2 separate regions of the Mus musculus genome follow, and region 2 is linked to region 1. The links are chromatin contacts, called in public HiChIP or PLAC-seq maps. All regions are on one chromosome and are shown on one strand. The core of a region is the stretch at or near the end of the contact, and the rest is flanking DNA. Distances in the headings are between cores, read along the strand shown.

The links. HiChIP or PLAC-seq counts read pairs in DNA pulled down with a chosen protein or histone mark.
Region 2: a contact with region 1 is called in an H3K27ac HiChIP or PLAC-seq map of large pre-B cells, with 2.8 times the contacts expected there. The contact joins two enhancer-like sites. A contact is called at or near these places in 2 of 15 datasets of contacts at CTCF or cohesin (large pre-B cells and pro-B cells) and 1 of 115 datasets of contacts at active chromatin or transcription factors (large pre-B cells).

The regions. Positions count from the first base shown.
Region 1 is chr9:11,512,423-11,516,653 of GRCm38.p6, reverse strand. No RefSeq gene overlaps it. Among named protein-coding and RNA genes, the nearest start is that of Cntn5, 610 kb to the right of the region's middle. Within about 2 kb of position 2,688, at least 56 of the 459 cell types and tissues checked have an H3K27ac peak or open chromatin away from gene starts, as enhancers often do.
Region 2 is chr9:11,688,420-11,692,576 of GRCm38.p6, reverse strand. No RefSeq gene overlaps it. Among named protein-coding and RNA genes, the nearest start is that of Cntn5, 790 kb to the right of the region's middle. Within about 2 kb of position 2,351, at least 5 of the 459 cell types and tissues checked have an H3K27ac peak or open chromatin away from gene starts, as enhancers often do.

The DNA of each region.
Region 1 (4,231 bases), core at 1,439-3,938:
GATGCCATGGCCATTGGATGTAAGGATCCTGGCCTTATTTTTTCAGATAAAATTATTAAAAGAAGTTCCTAATAAACATAAGGCAGCCATAGGACCCAACCTTCAATTATATCACCTCCCAGACAAGCCTCAACCAACAGCTAGGTTGCCCCCCTCCACAGTGGAATCAATTACCCCGCATGTTCAGATGAGCACTCCTTGTCAGCCTACCATGCTTCCTGGCCCTAAGCCGTCTACTGAATTATTGCTTTCCATTTTAAATACCTCAGCCCTTGCCCTAATAGATAAAAGCAGGAGGATAGTTCCCCTGATTTTGAGGAGTATTGGATGTGTTTCTCCGCCACCCCTCCCTTCTATGAGGGAATAGCCCTGTTTAATAATTTTACCCTCCCTAATGATGAAGAACAATTATTCTTTGAGCCCATACAAATCACCCTAACTGAAGTTTCTGGAATTGGAAGTTGTGTTGTGGGGCCTCATATGATCCCGCCCCTCCAACTTCAAAATATATGCAATGATATCATTGTGGCAAATAATACCTATAAATATCTATTGGCACCTAATGATAGTTTTTTAGCATGTTCCTCGGGCTTAACCCGATATTTAGTTAATGAAGATTTATAAAGAGAAAAGATTATTGTGTTTTGGTCCAATTGTTTCCCAATGTTCGAATTCATGATTCAGATGATTTGTTAGGGTTTTGGGAAAGGGGCACAGAATTGCCCCGCAGGAGAAAAAGAGAGCCTGTCACTGCGGTGACCCTTGCGGTTGTGGTCCTCTTGGGATTGGGGGCTGCAGGGACAGGCACTGCCATTACTTCCTTAGTTACTTTCTAGCAAAATGTGCAGCACTATCATGAGCTTAATCCAGCTATTAGTCAAGTTTAGAAGATTTAAGAGAAGGTATAGATCAGTTAACAGATTTTTTGGCATCCCTTTCTAAAGTAGTGTTACAAAATAGAAGGGGATTAGATTTACTCTTTTTATAGCAGGGAGGATTGTGCATAGCTCTCAGAGAAGAATGTTGTGTATATGTGGACAAGACAGGATTAGTGAAAGATAGCCTTGCCAAGGTAAAGGTTAGCCTTGAAAAAGGAAAACGAGAATGAGAAAAACAAGAGTCTTGGTATCTGAATTGGTTCTCCACCTTACTCTGGCTATCCACCTTATTGCCTTCCATCTTGGGAACCCTTCTGGGATTCCTGCTATTAATTTCTTTTGGTCCTTGGGCTTTTCAACGGTTAACTCGCTTTGTTAAATTACAGATAGATTCTGCTCTTTCCGATAAATTTATTTGAGTCGTCTGGACACCGAGACCGACAAAAGACAACCTGCAGCTGTGACCACATCACGTGAGCCCTCACCTCGGGGAGAGAGGCTCAACTTCCATAACCTCTTAAAATAATTCGAGCTGACTTTAAAACCCCTCTCCTCATTTTTTTTGTTATTCCAGATGAATCTGCCAATTGCCCTTTCTAATTCATTGAAGAATTGAGTTGGAATTTTGATGGGGATTGCATTGAATCTGTAGATTGCTTTTGGCAAGATAGCCATTTTTACAATGTTGATCCTGCCAATCCATGAGCATGGGAGATCTTTCCATCTTCTGAGATCTTCTTTAATTTCTTTCTTCAGAGACTTGAAGTTCTTATCATACAGATCTTTCACTTCCTTAGTTAGAGTCACACCAAGGTATTTTATATTATTTGTGACTATTGAGAAGGGTGTTGTTTCCCTAATTTCTTTCTCAGCCTGTTTATCCTTTGTGTACAGAAAGGCAAAACGCTGACACCATTGCATACACTAGCAAGATTTTGCTGAAAGGACCCAGATATAGCTGTCTCTTGTGAGACTATGCCGGGGCCTAGCAAACACAGAAGTGGATGATCACAGTCAGCTATTGGATGGGTCACACGGCCCCCAATGGAGGAGCTAGAGAAATTACTCAAGGAGCTAAAGGGAACTGCAACTCTATAGGTGGAACAACATTATGAACTAACCAATACCCCGGAGCTCTTGACTCTAGCTGCATATGTATCAAAAGATGGCCTAGTCGGCCATCACTGCAAAGAGAGGCCCATTGGACTTGCAAACTGTATATGCCCCAGTACAGGGGAACCCCGGGGCCAAAACGGGGGAGTGGGTGGGTAATGGATTGGGAAGGTGGGTATGGCGGACTTTTGGGATAGCATTGAAGATGTAAACGAGGAAAATACCTAATAAAAATAAAATTAAATTAAAAAAACCCTCTCCTCTTAATTCTGAGTTCCCTGAGAGTCATACCTAATTGAAAGGAGGTTGGTATCAAAATTTGGTTGTAACTTGGCCCTCTGCACCTCCAGTCCCAGCCTCCCAAGCAGCTGAGACAACAGGAGAGTTCCAAACTCCTATGGCTCTGCCTCCCCTCCCCAAAAGATACAAAGAGCCACAAGTGTAGGCCGTGACAGCACCCATGGGAGGAATCGAGTCAATGCTCCCCCAGCCCGGTTAAAGCCCATTCATCCGATGATGAATAGACTATCCTATTACCCTTTATAAAGTCGGGGGAGATGTTAGGGGCCAAAACCAAATTCTTCGTAAAAAGCCTCAAAATGATTGCCAAACCACAAGACATAAAGTTGGGCTTCTTCCCTAAGTTGACTGGTTCAGATAAAGGTCACCAACGGGCTGTTCTGAGAGAGAGACCACAAGATGTGACAAACCCTGAACAAACAACAGGTGTCCAGACCACAAGAATGTACCTTTAGATATTCTAGTTCCTGCTTCCCGCTACAGCTGCCAAAAAAAAAAAAAAAAAAAAAAAAAAAAAAAATTACCACTGCTCCCCTCTGCCCTTCTGCGTAAGGGTTATTTCCCCTTTGTTCTTTTTGTATAAAAACTGCAACCTTTGCTGAATACAATGAGACCTTGACGAGATCCAGATTGACTCTGTGTCTTTTTTGTGCTTGATCTCCTTTTCTCTCTTGCTCCCCCTCCCCCCATTTGGTTTTCAGGAGCAGTCCCCTCGAAACCCACGAATAACTGGACCTGCTGGACGGGTCACTTGGTCCTTTCTCTAATTCAATTCTTTTTATCTAGTAGGTGTTTGCTTAAATACCTTCTTTACAGAGATTGCTACTTTGTACCAAATATTCTTACTGATGGCAAATTTCCACATGGTAATAGTTGAAGAGAATAGTGTTTGAAATTGGAGACTTTCCTGAGCATATTTTGTTGTTGTTGTTGTTGTTTTTGTTTGTTTTCTTCTCTCACATTGTTTGTAGAAATCCTCACAGTAACCTTAATACAAACCTTAGACATCAGCAAATTTGCAGTATTTAATTCACTCAACCAATTTTTACATCATTTTGGAGAACTATTTGAGACAAGATCTCAATGTTTAGACCAGAATGAAATGGGTTTGCTTCAGCACTAATTGCCAGCTTTGCATATATGCATAACCATGCTCAAAGCATTCATAATATTTTATAGATGAAATGATTGTCTTATAACTAACAGCAGAAAGAACATATTTTCAAAGATAGTGGTGTTCTGTCAATAGAAAGTTAAGAAAATGGAATGGTCTGTACATTTCAAATCTCAGCTGGCTCTTAACTTGGCAAAGATGCAGGTGTTCAGCTCAGCCAGAAATCCTCAGGTTAATTTTCTATAAAATATTCCATCATTGTCTTGATTTGTTAATAAAGGTGATTACTGAAATACTTTAATGCTTTATAATTACCCTAGTGCATTAGCTAATCATCACTGTCTGTCAGGATTCAGTGGGAAATTGTGTTGTGGCTAAAGCAAAGCTTACACTGATTAAAATATTTTTTTAAAAAATCAACTTGTAGAGGTACAATGGAATTTTGACATTCTTGTTTTGATAACTGGCATTTAGAAAGGTCCAAATATTTATTTCATTTTGTTTCTTCCCCAATATTAGAAGTTTCCTGCTATTCCTTGCCTCTTTTCCCTTCCCTTCTTAATACTATTGATCTGAGGGCTTCATTCCTCCATGGATTTCACACACATGTACAGCTTACCATCTGCCTCAGCTCTTCTGCACCAGACCCCCACACAGGATCAACTTCACTGCTCATTTCTCACTGAATAGGAACTGATTCAAGCTTCATAAACTAGGCTAGCCATGTAGGACAAGCTTTAATGGAATTCTGTAAGTCCTGTTTTTACTTTTACTTTACTTAAGTCTACTTGAACTGCTAAGCACATAATTGATGTGCATATTAGTG
Region 2 (4,157 bases), core at 1,102-3,601, 180 kb before region 1:
TACTGCAGTTACTTTTTTGTTGTTGTTGTTAATGAAAGATAGTGTAACTATAACTTTTCCTTTTTATTAAGGTAAAATAGAGTCACCAACTTTAGAAATTTGTCTTAAAAGCCCATAAAATTCATTGTCACACAGGTGAATAAATGCCATATTCAGCTCCTACTTTAGAAAGATAAATTGAGGGAAAAATAGTCCCACTGATGAGTGCATGTCAACATGGAACATAAATCAAATGTACTGATATACTTGAAATAAAACATGTGATTATTCTTGGAAATATTTGCTTCTTACTAAATAAGAAACTGCATCAGAACTATCCATCTCTACTTGTTTTATAGTATTCAATTGTCTAGTAAGTGAACTTCATGCTGGTAAGCTAAACTCTCTTTAATCTAGTCAAAAATAAATTTAAAATAAATGTATCAGCCTAAAAATGGAACACACCATGAAGACTGATGGAGTCTCTTTTTCTTCATTCATTCTCAATTGTTTTATCCTATATTGTGCACTTTAAAATACAAATAAATGTCGCTTATTTAAAGACAGTTTTAGAATCTTCAGCTTTCTGTTGATTGACACACCTTGTGTTTATGACAAAATCATTTTTACATGGTGTCAAGTTTGTTATAAAGCTTTATAGATGGCATGAGACATAACTTAAAGCTTTTATCTAATGGTCATCTGGTATTAAGAAAATGATTTGATTATTCAACTATGACATTAAAAGGTAATGATGCAAAATTTTAAACAGATCAGGGAGCATTTAAAGATTTTCTGCAGCCATTTATTTCAGTCACATGAAGTATGGACCCACAGGACAGCCTAGGGCCACTGTTCATGGAATGTAGGCAGACAGGGCAGGACAGCATGGGGCCACTGCTGTAGAGTTTTCTAGTGACTCTTCTTCATTTTTTTTCCCAGACAGGGTTTCTCTGTGTATCCCTGGCTGTCCTGGAACTCACTTTGTAGACCAGGCTGGCCTCAAACTCAGAAATCTGCCAGCCTCTGCCTCCCGAGTGCTGGGATTAAAGGCGTGCACACCACACCTGGCTTCTTCATTCTAAACTATAACTTACAGAGCTCAAGCTTCTGTAAGAAGGGAAGTTGAAGAATATAATTATTTAAACCCAAATGTGTTGCAAAGGGCCTGGCAGCCCAGCTGAGATCTTTATCCATTAATGTAATTTGGTACCCACATTTTGTAGAGACCAAAGCTTTTGCCCTCTGTTCTAATGTAAATTTCATGTTGGTAATAAACAATGCTTGTAGTGCCACTGTAACAATTGTTTACCATGCTTCCCACATCTCCACAGACATTCATTATTAATTGTCTCTTTACTTGGTCAGATGGGGATCAGCCACCTGGTCTTGCTTCTTGGGGCTACCATTAAACAGAAATTGCCCCAACCCACCCCGGCAACAGAAATTATAAGGCAAAAAATTTAACCTATGTAAATTATCTAAAATATTAGACAAATACTCAGGAACTATATAGAAATCTCACTATTCAAAAGAACTAAATGTTCCTGTGAAGAACCCATGTTCTTCTCCCAGCTCTCACATGATAGCTCACACCTATCTCTCACTATTTCTGAGTCCTTTTCTGGCTTCTTCATGTTGAAGTTATACACTATATATATATATGCAAACTCTCACATACAAAAAAATAAAATAAAAGTTGGTAAAATAGCCATTTCTACCTCCAATGTATTAAATATATCAAAATAGTACCCAGCATTTACAGTAAAAGAAAATAGAGATTATAATTGATTATAAAGCAAAGATAAAACCCTTCACTTATTTTTTGCAAGCACTAAGATATTGCCTTAAAAATGTTTCTTGTTGGAAACATGGATTATTTATGAATAGGCATGACAATAAATTGTGAGAAAATAAACTCATTTTCAGTCCACATTACTTTTCTTGATTTTGTAAGGCTGCAGCATCTTATTAAAGATTTAGATTAAAAATGTTAAATTTATTCTAAAGGAAAACAAAAATAAATCATAGTTACAATTTCGTAGGCCTGACAGTACCTAATTGGTTAAAAGCAGCCATAGATTAAATAAATGTTTTGCTTTGAACAAATGTGTCAAGTCGGGCTTTTCTCACACTACGGGGAGTAATAAAGTGATTCTTGAGGTGTTCATAATTTATGCATATGAGCATCACAGTCACCATGCAAATATCGTGTTCCTCTGAAGCATCTCTACTAACATCCTTGCCATGTGAACTTCCACAGATTACTCTTACCTCATGTAGAAAAAAAAAATGTTCTCATCCTCTAAAAAGTGATGGCGTTAGATTCAAAGTACCCACCCCCACAGCTGCCTGTAATGCCATCTCCAGGGGATCTGACCCTCTCTTGTGGTTTCTGTGGGCACTCACATGTATGTGGACAAACCTACACAAAGATGCAAATGCATATTATTAAAAATACAATAATCTTTTAAATCAGGACTTCCTGATTCCTGATTAAATGTGTGCTGTGTGACGATCATACAGCTTCCATATTTTGTCTCCCAGTTTCTCCTTCTCTTTACTTCTGATCCAAAACTGTACTTCTACCTACATATCTAGAGGTGACTATAGTCAGTGATTATCCAAGAGTAAAACAGCTTACGGTATGAGTCGTTTGTTGTTGTGCTGTTTCTGAAACAAAAAGCAGAGAGTACAAGTTTTTAAGAGGAAACTGCTAACTCCTGAGACAGATGTGGCAGAGTCTCTGATTAGTCCCAAGAACTGGGCAACCAAATAAAAACATGATTCAGTGGCCTTCTACAATGATCCATTTTAATGGAGATGTATTGCTATTCCTAGTACATATCAGTTTTCTTTTCTCGAAGGCACTGCTTTAAGGAACTTATATAATCCTACTCATCATAGTGTATATCCAGAAGTCTGACTTCCTTGCAAAGATACTGAGAATGTGAAATCAATTGCCCATCCCATACTTTAGTACACAAGAACATCTGGCTTTACAGCTAGACTGAAATGTGAAGCTTAATACCAGCTTGGAGATAGAACATAGAGTTTATGAAGTACTATCTTTAAGGACCCAGTGTATTTATGAACCCAAGAAGACACTCACCTGGTACCCTATACTCTTAAGAAAGAATTATGAGTTCAAGGCACTGGATAGAAGTAGGTCCCACTTAACAGCACTTCAAATGACCCACTAGAGGATTTCTTATCAGCACAAGTCTATAGTGTTGTATATTGCAGACTAAAAAGGAACCATACACTTCCTGAGCAATGTAAAACGGGTTGCATGAAAAACAGCTTCATCACAGCTGCTACCAGAACTCTATTTCCAGGAATCAGCAGGCAATTACAGAATTAACTATAGCCAAAGTTAACTGAACATGATCAGCAGAAAAGAAAAATACCACCTCTGGGGGCAGTACTGCAAAGAATATGCTCTATGAGTGCCTCTGACACATTCAGGGTTTATGTGCACATAAACCCATGTGATAAAGTCACGTTGAAAATACGCTGTTATAGAGGTTTGGTTCCTTGAGAAATAAAAGTTAGGTCATACATCTAGCCAAAGTCCAAATATGGGTGCTTTGTAAGCATAAAAAGCTCAGAAATAGCCTGTAGGAAAAAGAGGGATAGCAGTGGTATCGTCTTGCAAGTATGGATGGGCCCTACAGATAGATCCCCATCACTACATGTATCATTTCCCCTTCAAAGGGAAATGTCCATAAAAACTGAAAAACAATTGGTACTTCAATCCATGTACAGAAATGAATATACATGATGCAGGAAATTGACAGTCATGAGACTGTCAATGTAGAGAGTAAGGTTTTAATTGAATAATTTTATTATTCTTTTGAGAATTTCATGTGAAGCATTTGGACATATTCATCCCATTCAATTCTGCCCCTTACTAGCCTTTCCACTCTCTTATCATTATCCAGCCTAATTAGAGAATGTTTTGTCAGTTTCCCCATCCTCAGCTCCTCCTCTTTCTCTTCCTCCCTCTTTTCTTTCTCCTCATCCTCCATCAAATGTGTGTTTCCCAGCTAACCTTGTGATTGTCTGTGATCTTGAGAGGAGTCTCCATACTCAGAGGCAAATCATTTAAAAATAAAAACAAAAAATGACTCCCCTCTTAGTAGCTATCAGATACTAGTGGTACCTCAGCTAGTTGT